Linked DNA regions of Mus musculus: region 2 is linked to region 1. The links are chromatin contacts, called in public promoter capture Hi-C maps. All regions are on one chromosome and are shown on one strand. Each heading gives the region's core, a stretch centred on a gene start, on an enhancer-like site or on the middle of the called end of the contact. The rest is flanking DNA. Distances are from core to core; before and after follow the strand shown.

The links. Promoter capture Hi-C pulls out the DNA fragments that hold promoters and counts their contacts.
Region 2: a contact with region 1 is called in a promoter capture Hi-C map of liver, with 2.7 times the contacts expected there. The contact joins the promoter of Sowahd here to the enhancer-like site in region 1. A contact is called at or near these places in 13 of 39 promoter capture datasets (the 3T3-L1 cell line, the C10 cell line, the HPC-7 cell line and 7 more), 1 of 484 Hi-C or Micro-C datasets (the G1E-ER4 cell line), 2 of 115 datasets of contacts at active chromatin or transcription factors (forebrain and stem cell-derived neural progenitor cells) and 1 of 9 other capture datasets (embryonic stem cells).

The regions. Positions count from the first base shown.
Region 1 is chrX:36,532,430-36,539,387 of GRCm38.p6, reverse strand. No RefSeq gene overlaps it. Among named protein-coding and RNA genes, the nearest start is that of Gm14569, 43 kb to the right of the region's middle. Within about 2 kb of position 5,432, at least 3 of the 459 cell types and tissues checked have an H3K27ac peak or open chromatin away from gene starts, as enhancers often do. A contact at or near this core is called in liver, where this site is marked.
Region 2 is chrX:37,047,185-37,054,396 of GRCm38.p6, reverse strand. It overlaps Sowahd (sosondowah ankyrin repeat domain family member D), which reads right to left and starts at 5,552. Exons shown (of 1, transcript NM_173779.4): 1 at 3,979-5,552. The coding sequence starts at 5,473. The coding sequence ends at 4,490.

The sequences.
Region 1 (6,958 bases), core at 4,183-6,682:
CCCCACCCGGGGGTCAATCCCATGATCAGCCACCAAACACAGACACTATTGCATATGCCAGCAGGATTTTGCCAAAAGGACCTTGATATAGCTGTCTTGTGTGAGGCTATGCCAGTGCCTTGCAAATACAGAAGTGGATGCTCACAGTCATCTATTGGATGGAACACAGGGCCCCTAATGAAGGAGCTAGAGAAAGCACCCAAGGAGCTGAAGGGGTCTGCAACCCTATAGATGGAACAACAATACGAACTAATCAGTACCCCCAGAGCTTGGGTCTCTAGCTGCATATGTAGCAGAAGATGGCCTAGTTGGCCATCATTGGGAAGAGAGGCCCTTTGATCTAGCAAACTTTATATGCCCCAGTACAGGGGAATGCCAGGGCCAAGAAATGGGAGTGGGTGGGTAGGGGAGCAGGGTGGGTGGAGGATTTAGGGGACTTTTGGGATAGCATTTGAAATGCAATTGAAGAAAATATCTAGTAAAAAAATTAAAAACAAAGCAAAACAAAAACCAAAACCAGGAGATTGAATTTTGGGCCTCTTAAATCCTATCCAAGTCCTCTGCCACTGACTCCACAGCCCTAGCCCTCTAGTGAAATTTGAACAGTGTTCATATGTTCTAGATTCTAGTCCTTTATGGAATATGTGGTTTTGCAGCAAATATTTGTCATCCAGTCTATAGTCTATCTTACAACTTTTTAACAGGGTCTCTCATAGAGCAAACATTTTTATTTGAATGCTGTACATTTAGCAATATTTCCTTTTATGAATTATACATTTTGACTCTTCCCATAATCTTAAATCCTGAAGATTTTCCTCTTTTTATTTTCCTAAAAGTCTTCTTGATGTAGTTACATGTAACTCTGTGATTCATTTTGAGTGGCTTTTGTCTTTGGGACCTGTCTTAGTCAGGGTTTCTATTCCTGCACAAACATCATGACCAAGAAACACACTGGGGAGGAAAGAGTTTATTCGGCTTACACTTCCATACTGCTGTTCATCACCAAAGGAAGTCAGGACTGGAACTCAAGTAGGTCAGAAAGCAGGAGCTGATGCAGAGACCATGGAGGGATGTTCTTTACTGGCTTGCTTCCCCTGGCTTGCTCAGCCTGCTCTCTTATAGAACCCAAGACTACCAGCCCAGAGATGATCCCACCCACAAGGGGCCTTTCCCCCTTGATCACTAATTGAGAAAATGCATTACAGTTGGATCTCATGGAGGCATTTCCCCAACTGAAGCTCCTTTCTCTGTAATAACTCCAGCTGTGTCAAGTTGACACAAAACTAGCCAGTACAGAACCTATAGAGCCTCCCTTATTTCAGGCTCATTTACTTTAAAAGGTATCTACTTTCACTGAATTGCTTCTGCACCATTGTCAATGATAGGAATATTTGTCTAGGTCTAGTTCTACTTTATAGTTTACTGTACTTTATTTGTTGATCTATGCATCTATGTCTTTGCTAATGCCACACTGTGGTATATATGTAGCAAATCTTGAAATCAGATAGACTTGTACCTTCAACTTTGTAACTTTTCAAAATTATTTTCTGCATTTCAGTTCTTTTGCTTTTCCATATAAATTAAATTGTGCTTTTGCATTAAATTTGCACATAATTTCAGAAATGCTTGACATCCTTATGTGCAGAATCTTCCAATGTTCCATATGAATGTATATACATATATACACACACATATATATATATACATATATATATATTTCATTACTGTAGCAAAAAAGCTCTATACATGTTTTGTTAGATTCATGATTGAGTATCTTTACTTTTATGAAAGGTATTGTATTGTTTAATCTTTTTGCGTGTGCCTTTGTTGCTAATATGAAGGAATAAATGGGCTTTTCAGTATGAATATCCTGCCCTGTGTATTCTGTGTATCCTGTATTCTGTATTGTATCATGATGCTTGTTGAACTCATTAATTCTAAGGTTTATTTTATTTTATTATTATTTTCTTTTTCCTTGAATAAGATTTTCCCTTACTTCATGTTGTGTGGGAAGATTTATAGTTATTACTCATTGCTTCCTATATGATCAAAGTTAGTCCTGATGGCCTCAGATAAGAGGGCACTTAAACAGGATATACCTTTTGGCATGAGGAGTGAAGGGCAAAGTCTGATAAAAAGACAAAAGCCACATAAGAAAGGAACATTACTTGTAGGCATTTGACAATTAAGACTGGACATGAAAGGGACATTTTGGTAAAATTGTCAAGTTGATCTAAAATATGATTATTATGTGGATATCCTCTTAGTATTTGAAAACAATAACATTTGTTAATCTATAATTCTTGAAAACAATTAAGAGCCTCTTTCCCAAGGAAATATGAGTTAAAACTACTCTGAGATTTCATCTCACGCCAATCAGAATGGCTGTGTTCAAAAAATTACAACTATACTGGCAAAAATACAGGGAAAGAGGAATTCTCATTCATGTTGGTGGGAGTATAAACTGTTACAACCACTGTGGAGATTAGCCTGGAGGTTTCCTTAGACATTAAATTAAAAGTAGAGCTATCGTATGAACCAGCTATACTACTCCTGAGCACATACCCAAGGATGCTATAGCTTACCACAAAAATACTTGCATATCCATGTTTATTTTAGCTCTATTAAAAGAGACATGGAATCAGCTGAGATGTTCCTAAACCAATTAATGGATAGTGGAAATGTCACGCTGATACCCAATGAAATTTTATTCATATATAAAGAAAAATGAAAAATTTCAGAGAAAGTGAATGGACGTGGAAAATATTATACTAGACAAGGTAACTTAAGCTCAGAAAGAGAAATACTATATACATGCTCCCTTTCAAATACAGAGCCTAGCATGTTTCTGTGTCTGATTGAGTATAGAGTTCATGAAAGTAGAAAGGGAATAAAAGGCTTTAAGGGAACTGGTAGAGAGGGTGGTAGGAAACAAGTGAGATGATGAGACATAAGGGATACTGAGAGCAGAAGGGTGCAGATGAGGACTTCAGGCAGGGAGATGAGGGAAGAGGGGTGGGTAGTGAGGACGAAGAGCATCCAAAACTCAGTGTGATGGATGTGGAAGTGCCGAAAGGAAACCTGTTGACTGTCAGTACTAATTTTAAAACAAAGTAGAAATAAAAGGAGGTTTGAAAAAAAATCAAAACAAAAATATATAAAGAAATCTTGTTTTAAAAAGTCTACACCAAAAAGTAAATGCCAGCACACCCTTAATCGCAGCACTCTGAAGACAGAGGCAAGCAGATCTCTTGGAGTTTGAGTCCCGCCTGCTCTACAACCCCAATTACAGGCCAGCCAGGGCTACAAAGTGAAGCCCTGCTTCCCCAACTCCAGAAAAAAAACAAAACAAAACAAACCAACCCTTTAAAAAGTAAACAAGAAGCTGGAGAGATTATTCAGTGGTTAAGAGTGCTTTGTGTTCTTCCAGAAGACATGAGTTGGGTTCCTGGAACCCATATCAGGTAGCTCACAACTTCCTTGTAACTGAGCTATAGGAGATCTGATGCCTTTTTCTCAATTCCCAGGGCACCAGCATACACATGGAATACATTCGCACACACATACAGATGCACCACACAATGCTCTCTCTCCTTCCACCCCTCTCTTCTCTTCTTTTCTCTTCTCCCCCTCACACATACATGGTTCAAAAGGTAAAAATAGTAAATACACTGAAGAAGTTATATCATCTGAATAGTATACATACATATGAAGGAAATAGACCCAGATCCAATAGGAAAGACCTAACAACTCTCAAAGCTTGTTTTAGTCAACAATCGCACATAACTTTTAAAATTACATTAAATTATGTATAGTGGCATTACAAAGACATTTCTGTTCACCAGTTGGTTTAAAATACAAGTAGAGAAAATCTTGTTATCTGATCTGATTATAAAAAACATTATTAAACTTACACTGTAGCTTCAATCAACCTGGAAGAATTATTTTCATCCTAATATTTATTTTCAAGAGTGAAATTAGAAGTGCATAGTCCACTGGTCAACTTAAAGAATGAGCCATTGGTAATATATTTATAACTCTTGGAACATTTAATCCAGCTTGTGTAATTTCTAGAGTGTTCCACACAAATTGCATCAGGAGCTCTTAATATTGATGACACAATTCAGTTCCATAAGGAACTTTTGGAGGCCTTTGAAACTATTTGTTTACTGTTAGTTTTAGTTTTCACATTTAGGACATTTTATTCACTGTATATTTCTCACTATGGTGTGTGTGTTTAATTTGAGAATTAAATGAGGGGGGCTAGAGATGTCCCTCCAACTTTTATTTTGATAAAAATGTTCTTTATTATTCCATTAGATTTGCCAGAAAAAAATCTTGTGATAATAGGGCCTCCCCACACTCTGTATTTAGAGATTCTCTCCTTTCATGTTTTACAACTATAATAAAACAAACAAAATAAAACAAAAAGCTGGTAAAATGTGGCCAAAAATAAAAACACAAGGGGGAAAAAAACAAAATCAAAGATGAAACACTGATGTGCATGATATAAATGGGGGATAAGGTCAGACAGAATTGTGGAATTTTGGCTTTCTTTTGCTGCTGATAATCATTGAGCCCAGCTCGCACAAATTTAGGATGACTGGAATGTCTCCATTTCAGTAGCTTCCCTTTCTTGTGTACTAGGGACCTCTGGTGGCCACACTCAGTTTTGCAATCTTCGGGCTGGGCAGGTTTGCTCACCCCTCCCAGATTCCCCCAGACAATATGCCTTAGGTTCTATCAGCCAGCAGTTAGCAGTGGTTCTCAATCTGTGAGCTGTGACCCCCTTTCGGGGGTGGGGGGTGTCAAACGACCTTTTCACAGGTGTTGAATATCAAATATGCTGCATATCAGATATTTATGTTACTATTCCTAACAGTAGCAAAATTATAGTTATATAATTTAAGTAGTAATGAAAATAATTTTGTGGTTGGGGGGGGGTCCCCAGAGCATTAACTGTATTGAAGGGTTGTAGCAACCACTGCTAGCTGAAGAAGGGTTTACAAGTTTATTGACAGTACTGAGATCAGTACAGGTGGAACACTTACCTTGCCTTTCCAGACCACCTAAGAACTGATCACCCTGCATGAGGGATCCAGGTGAAGACGCCATGGATTCTGCTAGAATTTCAGGGTTCTTAGACTCTATAGGCTTCCAGAGGTTGATCCATCTGCTTACACCAGGCTCAGGACTGCCAAAATCTACAACTCTTCTCTCTGGTGATAAAGTCTGTTCCTTAGCTACCAAGGACACGAGTATGTTTCCCTGTGTACTTTTCTGCTTGAACCAAGCAAGCCTCCTGGTTTTTAGATTGGCAGCGTCAGGCTCTTCTTTCCCCAACTGTTCCTCAGATTTGTCTCCCAACCTGAGGCTGTGGCAGCACCTCCCCACATTCGTCTTGTGACTGTATTGCATAATTTCTTTCTGGACACACATGTGCACTTTGCACTGTGCGTGTGTGCATACCAGACAATACTAACTAGTCCACTGTGAAACACTTGGGCTCAGATTAAAGGCTATATGGTATGCTGTAAATTACAGTGTTTTTTTTTTTTTACTGTATATATAAAGTTTTCTGGTGTTGTAGAAGTATAATGGTTTAATTGTGGTTATTAAAGGCTTTTTAATATGTATTATAGTGCTTGACTTTTAATTGCTTTTGAATTGCAGACTTGAGTTTTATGAACTAATCATATTAAGTGAATTTGGGCTCGAGATAGGACAGAATTTGCAACAGCTCTTGAGATCAGCATGATATGGTTATAGATAAGAGTGGTTCAAATAGCTTCTAAAATGGCCCGAAACAGTCTTCTTTCAATTTTTAGCATTTAAATATGTATATATGCAAAGTCCTGTTCTCAGCATTAATGGTTATAAAATAAAAATATGAATCAACTCATCAACTGAGTCATCTCTCCAGCCCCCTGTAATGATTTTTTTTTTTGTTTTAAGACCAAGAATTCTGGAGCTTTCTTGCAGTCTTGTTTGTTTAGCTAGCTCCTTATTAATAAAGGCGGAGGCATGGGTGTAGGTGCAGATAACAGCCAAGGCTGCTGGCTCAGGCTTGTGATCCCAACTCCTCTGCAGGCTGAGGTAGGACAATTGTGAACTCCAAGGTAGCCTAGGCAAACTAGTGGGACTCTATCTCAAAACAAAACATAAAGAGGGATAGAGCTCTGGCTGAGCAGGCATCAGGTCTTAAACTCAATTCCCAGGATCACAAAACAGCAACTTTTTTTTTTTTTAAGAAGCAGACCATAGTTTTCTCCTTGTGATACTGTTGACTGGTTAGCTTTCAGGAGGCATCTCTTAAAGGATGGGACTGGTTAAAAATCTCTTCATGAACTTCTTGACAGAAACTGTAGTTAAAGAAATAAACAAAATTTATTATGAACTTAATAGGAGAATAAACTAGGAGTGGGCTTGAAGCCCCCTTTTCTCCATTTGATGGAAACTCAATACTGAAGTAGGCCTTGAAAGAGAGGAGAAATAGCATGCAAATCATAAGTACAGATTCACTGGTGTACACTCAGGTGTGCCTGGGATGTTGGTACATTGATAACCATCCCTGGGTAGGACTGGAAAGGGCCACCAGACTCTAGCCATCCCCCCTCTTGTTTGGTTTATATCAAGGTGAAATTGAAGTAAAAATGTACATCATGGGCAAAGAAGGCCTAGGAGATCCTACTCACTAGGTGGATGAAAGAAAGGAAGCAAACTGTACTGGGATTTTTGAGGGATAGAACAAACTTCTAGGTCTTTCTAAGGTCAGCAAAACTCACTTTCACCTCTGTTTTCTATTTCTTCATCCCAAGTGTGTGTCCTCTGCATAGATAGTATCAGTAGCCTGGAGCCATCCATGTAAGTGGAGTGAGATGGGAGAAGCCATTCGGATGGAGCCGGCTACTTCTCTGCTGTATTGAAGGATGCCTTCACTTAAGCTGCAGTGACTCAA
Region 2 (7,212 bases), core at 4,303-6,802, 510 kb before region 1:
GACTTGGTTTGGACTCCCATTTGGGACTTCACTGGAAACAATATCTGAAATATTTAATATTTGTTGGACATTTAATAAAAGCTGCTTTTCCAAGACTTGAACCTATGTCCTTGTGCATACAAACCAAGAACTCTACCACCTGCGTTATTTACCTAGCCTTTTAAAAAGCTGGGCATGGTAGCTCACATCTATAATCCAAGGTCTCAGAAGGCTCGGATTCAATTTCCTTGAATTAGGAAGCCACGGTTGGCTGACAAAGTGAGTTCCAAGCCAGTTTTATGCTGAAAGACAGAGACAGAGAGACTCTGCCTCAAAATAAAACAAGGCATGAATAAAATTGAGAGAGAGAGAGAGAGAGAGAGAAGAGAGAGAAGAGAGAGAGATGTGGTTTGTGTATCTGTAATTCCAACACTTGTGGGTAGAGGCAGGAAGGTCAGTTTAAGGCTAGCCTTGGCTATACGAGGCTCTCTTTCAAAATAAACAACTCCCCGAGGACTATAGCAGCAGGAAATGTATATCTCCATAGTGCAGCATGCGCTTTATGCAAGAGACCCTAGCACCAAACAAAAATAAATAAAAATAAACAAGTCAAAGTCCACAGGTTATGGAGAGCATCAGCAGAGCCACCAATATCCCTTTTGGGGAACATCTATTTCTATTTCTCTGGCACATGTGGAAAATGACCAGTAATAAACGTGAAGCCTGTTTCTCTCCTCTCTTTCTTTTGAGGCATGCTCTCATGCAGTCTAGCGTGGCATTGAACTCATTCTTCAGTCAAGGATGGCCTTGAACTTGTACACACACACACACACACACTTGTCCACTGCTAGGATTGCAGACATGTACTACCATGTAGGTCTGTGCAGCAGTAGGAATCAACCCAGAACCTCATGCATGTTGAGGCGATCCTCTCACAACTGAGTTACATTTTTAAAAAAGATTTATTTATTTATTATATGCAAGTACACTGTAGCCGTCTTCAGACACTCCATAAAAGGACGTCAGATCTCATTACAGATTGCTGTGAGCCAGCCCCCTGCATTTTCAACCCTAAGGCGAACCCATTTTAAAACTGAGAGAATGCGTCTCAGCCCTAAGACTCCTCCTGAACTACCCCAGCCTATCAGATGGTGCCACCACGTGTCCTGCTGAGCCCTTTGCACTGGCTTCCTGTAGCACGCTTTCTACTCCCCGTGGGTTTCTAGTGTGCTAACCAATTGTTGGCAGAGGCTTTGGGATCTGAACACCTCTCTCGGAGAATGGACTGTCCCTGTTTTGCTGACGAGGAAACTGCAGCATTCAGAGAGGTGGGCCTTCTTCTACTCAAGATCACTCACTGAGTGTCAGGATTTGAACTCAGTGCAGGCTGGGCCCTTTCTACTCCATCAGCGGGACTGAATTTTCCTCCAGAGGCCACCTGTCTGTCCATCTAGGAAAAAGAGGAGGGGGTAGGAGGTGGAAAACCTTCAGCCTGCTCCAATCTGAGGAGTTCCACGTTGCCAGCTCTGCGCACCGGGCTTCTGAGTAAGCCTCACTGGAGTGCGGGTGTAGAGAACAGCAGTCCTCAGTCTGTGGGTCACCACCCCTTTTAAAGTCAAACGACCCTTTCACAGGGGTCGCATATCAGATATCAGATATTAACATTACCATTCACAACAGTAGCAAAACTACAGTTATACAGTAGCAATGAAAATAAATCTATGATGGGGGGGGGGAGGTCACCACAACATGAAGAACTGTATTAAGGGCCACAACCTTAAAAAGGTTGACAAGCACCGGTGTAGAGGGAAAGAAAAGGCTCAAGGCACCGCCTCACGGGGCTCTTCCCTAGCCGAAGCATTGCTCAAGGGACACTTTGCTTGAGAGCCCTCTGCTTTCCGTTCGCCCCAGCACAGCCATCCAACCTCCATGTGACCCCAGAGTGATTCCCTTAAATCTTATCCTCTTAGAGACCTTTGCATGACTCCCAAGAATCTTTTGGCCAAATTCATCAATATGTCTCTTTTAGCACCGCCTAGGAGGCCCGTTGTGATCCGGAGTCCCATCTGCGTTTCCAGCCTTATCATTAACCACTCCCCAGCTCCCATCCTGCCAAACTGACTGGCAGTTCCTGGCACTTGCTACATTCACTGGCCAACTCCCACTCATCCCCCCAGCCTCCCATACCTTCCCACCTTCCTCCCCAGAAAGCCCTTGCTGCTCTTGTGCCTGCATATCAAGTCAGTCCCTCCCCCTCCCCACCCACTTCCCAACTCTCGCTTACCTGACCCATTCTTGCTTTTAAAGGTCTTTCTGGCCTGCCTTGCCCAGCGCTTGAGTTTAATTTTGCATCATTTTTCCTAACTCTGTTTCTCAGAGAACTTACTCTTTTTCTTGGTGTGAGCATACCAGGGTTGCCTCCAAGAGCATACCAGAAATGCCAATGGCTTGATGCTAGGCACAGAGCAGTTTCAGCCTTTGCAGCCAATCCTCAATTTTACATGGAGGCGACAGGCTAGGCCAGATCACAGTGATGAGAAAAAGTCTGTGGGAATGAATAGCTAATCACAGGATTGGCTGTGGCAAGTCACTCTGAAGTCCCCCAGCTGCCTTCAGTTGCTTCTTGGAAAGAGCAGCGTGTTCATCTCGGGTCCTCAAATCTCCTAATCGTTTAGATGCGTAAACTTCTTACTTTGGACAGCTAGCATAGGTGCCTAAAGTAAGACTCAGTACATGCCAATCTTACCTTACAAGCCAGTAGACATGTGGCAGGAAGGCTCACGAGAGCCAGCCCTCACAAAGCCCAACTCACCTTGGCAACTGGAAATGGGGAGGTGTGGACTGGGAACCACAATCTAATATAAATTAGCCAGTTTACATCTAAAAACGGGCATAGGGATAGAGGGACTAAGGACACAAGCTAGTGACACTTGATGGGATCTAGGAACTGTTCCCCCTGATCCTTCAACCATTCATGAACAGTTTATTTATAAGCAAAAGGAAATGACAGGTTACACTGTACCAATATATCTAAGGTGTAGTTCCTAGAGACACTGGGTAGGCTAAAACAGCAGTAGGAGGGGGTTGGGTCATCCTGTGGATAAGAAGAAACGTCAGGGTCATTACAGGAAAGTAGGGCAGCTCCTAGCACAGGAGGGACAAAGAGGCTCATGAGGCAGGGGTGGGGAGTCCTGGATGTATGGGCTCAGGGGAAGGTTTATGGGCTGTTCTGTAATGACTTAGTTTGCCCCTGGTGTTCAAAGACTGGGCTGAGGGGCTGGGAGTCTATTGAAATGCTCTGAAAGCATCCAGGGATCCAGCAGTTTTTCAAAGCACTGTTCCATAAAGCAGCACAACTCTCTAGTCACCATCTATCCACCCCCCTCTACACACACACACACACACACACACACACACACACACACACACTTCAGCTGAATCAACTCTCCTGTGCTCTGCTTCATTCACACTGTTTCTGAATGGGAGCAATTTTCCAAAACTACAACTTTCATATTACACTTAACTCAAAAAACCAAAAAGAACCATGGATGAGAGCCAGGCACGCTTGAATGAGGAAAGCCCTGTCTCTACTGAGTGGGCGTGTCTCTTTGGAGACCACAAGGCAGCTCAATTGCTGATGCACAATGAACTATCGAAAATATAAGTCTGATGGCTTTCCCTTTTCATTAATTACCCTTGGGCCTCCCTCCAGGACAACTCTTCTAGGATGAGACATGCACTTAAAGCCAGATGTGGATGCCAGGGCTGAGGGAGCAGGGGGGCGGGGGGGGGGGGACTGTGTATCTCTGCTCAGAGCCAGGGTGAATGGCATTCCTTTGGTGCAGGGCTTCTGACCATTTTCCCAGAGAATGAAGCCCAGAGCCCGCCACAGAGCACTAGCTTCAAGGAATTGATTGCTACCCTCTTTCCTGCAAATGGAAGTAGGTCCCCTTTACCCCATGGTTAATGAGAAAAAAAAAGACACTCAAAGACAGCTTTGTTATGTGGGGTGAAAATCCCCTTTAATGTACTTAAGAACTCATTCATGATATATTAGACTCTATGAGACTGCTCAGGCCTGGCCAGTCTCAGGAGCAGGTTGCCAGAGGCTAACTCTACCAGCACATGGGGATATTTTAGCAGCAGACCCAGGCCGGCAGGTATTAGGCATTTGCTCTGCATCAATAGTTTACAGTCTTAATTTTTTTTTAATGTTTTCAATCTACCCGGAAAAGTCCACTAGAAGCTTAATTTAGCCCTCCTTCTCTTCCAAGGAGGATCACGAGCCCCGTTCCAAATGTCCCAAGTCCCACAGTATTGGAGCTGGGTACCAGGGCCAGCCTGGTTCTTTGGTCTCTTTCTCTATTGATGTGACAGTTAGCTAGCTACAGGAGACCTGGGACAGGACTAGGGCCCCAGATGTGGTCAGTGTACCCACTGCATCAGAGGAGCATCTGCTTGGGTGGGGTCAGGAACAACCTAAGAATGAGTTCTCTAGTCCATGTCATCTTCAACGATTCTGGGTGAAGGGGAACAGATAGCGCCGAAGGCAACGGCCTTGTCCTTCCTGGGTGCTTGATGCCTTCTTCTCTTTGACGGGCTGAGACGCCTCTTTGTAGTGTACTCCCGTGGACTTGATGCACGATGCACTTGGGGTGCGTTTCAGCCACCGAGAGGTGGTGGTAGTAGTGGTGGTAGTGCGGCTGCTGTTGTTGTTAGCGTTTTCGCGCTTCCTGTCGCGTTCAATCTCCCACTCTTCTGCCCCGGACAGCTCCCGGAGGTTCAGAGATGCATCGGGCCGCAGATAGTGACAAGGTCGATTGCCACTGTGATCTCGACGCGAGGGGTCAGCACCCAGGGCTCCCACCAGCACCTTGATGACCATATCATGGCCTTGCAGAGCCGCCAGGTGGAGTGGCGTGAGGCCACCGCTGCCAGGGGCGCTCACATCAAACGGCAGTCCCCGGCGCCTGGCAAAATCGTGCAATAGAATGAGTTCCTCGTGGCGCCCGTGCTTGGCCAGCCAGTGCAGGACGCTGTAGCCTGTGATAGGGTCCTCCCGCATCAGCAAGCTGGGCTCAGCCTCCAGCATCTCCAGCAGCACTTCAAAACGGCACTCGGCAGCCGCCAGAATCCACGCGTGCTCCCGCGGCTCAAGGCACACTCGGCTGCTGCCCTGTCCGCTGGAGCGGCGGGACCCAGGCACAGCGGGCTCCAAGTGCTCCTCCGACAGCCACCCGGCGGGAGCCGCCCCCTGCAGCCCCAGCAGCTCCCGCAACTCCCCACGCCGGCGCGCCCAGCTTGCCCCGCTCACGGTCAGGGCGCTGTGGAAGATTCGCTCCTGGGACAGGTTGGCACTGTCCCTGACGGCTTGTACTTTGTACCTGCCAAGGCAATGGTTGTCCTTGATCTGCGGGTCGCTGGGCGCCTCCGACTCGGCCGGCCTGTTCGAGGCTTTGGGCAGCGGGTTCCCGTCTTCTAGGGCCTGGGCCATGATCTTCCAGGTCCCGCCTGGGTGGCTCCGGGGTCTAGCGTTCGTTGGCCTTCCAAGGGCCCCACAGGGAGAGGAACTGGAGCTGGCGGTGGGGAAGGAAGCGTCTTGAGCAACTGGACTCCGAGGGAGGGAGCGAAGAAGGGGAGGAGAAGGACCGGTGGGAGGGAACAAGCCAGGAGAGGTTGCCTTTGTGGGCGGTGGGGGGCGTGGAGGGCTGGGCCGTCCAGTTGCGTCCCCTGCACCGGCCAGGCGTCTACATTCTGGGGACCAGTTCACCAGGAGCGCGGCGACCTCAGGACGCGACCCGCTCTACTCCAAGAGGCCAGGTGAGCAGTAGCCCGGCTTCCCGCACCTGACTGGCGAACTAGGGAGAGTGTGGGGCGGGGTACGTGCTGCTCTGGTCACTCCGGTTCTCAGCATCCCTGCAGCTGCTGGGGTGAAGAGGTCCCAGGTCGCCTCTTCGTCTGTGGATTGATCTGGGCTTCCCGTGACAGTCTTCAGGAGCGCGATCTTGGAGCATCAGGGGCGATCGCTCCCCCACCCTCTCTTCTTTCACCCTTTTCGCATCAGGAATCTTTTTGCACTTTGTCCCTATGCTCCTTCTCCCTAAGGCTTCAGGGAGGCAGCCTAGCCCCTCTGACTCAGGCTCGTCTATCCTGCTCTTTCTGTAACCTTGACCTTCTGCACAGCAGCAGCAGCAGCAGCAGACGCAGGAGCGCTGTCGGGGATTCCTGCTGAGAAACTTGAAACCAGGGATATGGTCAGAGAGGTATTCCCCAGAGCACAACCGCAGATCTCTGCCTGATTCTGCCTTCTTCCTTCATTACTTCTCTGGGTGGGTTTGAAAAAGCATCTGCAGGTGAGTCGGACCCAGCGCCGCAGACACACAGCTTCATTCATCTCTGATATTTCCTTAAGAAACTTGCTGATGTTAGTAAACGCATAGCTTCTAGTTTTTAGAAAAAGGTCCATAGTTTATCTTTTTATTCCAGCATTAGACTATTCTTAGTCTTTCCGTTTATCAACGGATGATTTTACTGTTTGCTTAATTTTTGTTTATATCTTTGAGACAGGCTGGCCGGGAACTACAGGTGAATCCCCCTGCCTCCGATCCCAAGAGACAACAGTTCTTATATTTTGGAAGCGGGGTCTTATGCGGCCAAGGCTGGCCTGGAACTCAATATGTAGCCAATAATGTTGGATTTCTGATCTTTCTCTGTCTTCCTCTCATGTGTTGGGAATGCAGAGGTGCCCATCCCTTGAGACAGTCGTTCTTACCCCCTCTCCTCACAGTGTTAAGGCACTCACTCTGCCTGCAAGCTAGAGGGAGCTACACCTTTTGAACCTGGGAGGGACACAGTCATGATTCAGGATGTGTTTAGAATATGATGTTGAGAGAAGTAGAGGCGGAAGCCAGAGTATTGAAGCAGTCCAGATCAGGATGGGTGGCGACTGAGGCCAAGCCAGCCCTCTCATCTGGGACTTACTGTGGCACCAGCCATGGACTGTGTCAGACGGTGACTTTTCCTCCTTGCTGTTCAAATATTTAGGGCCAGCTCTAAATATCTTGAGTGTTCTTTTGTGACAGTATATGAATTTTAACCTAATTTAAAAATATTTACTCTGTGCTAGACATTGCCAGATGCCTGATATGTGTTACTTCTTAGTTCTTCCCCCCATGGTCTTAGGGGCGAATAATGATTTCTACTTTCAGTTTGCAGAGAACTTAGACCACTTGC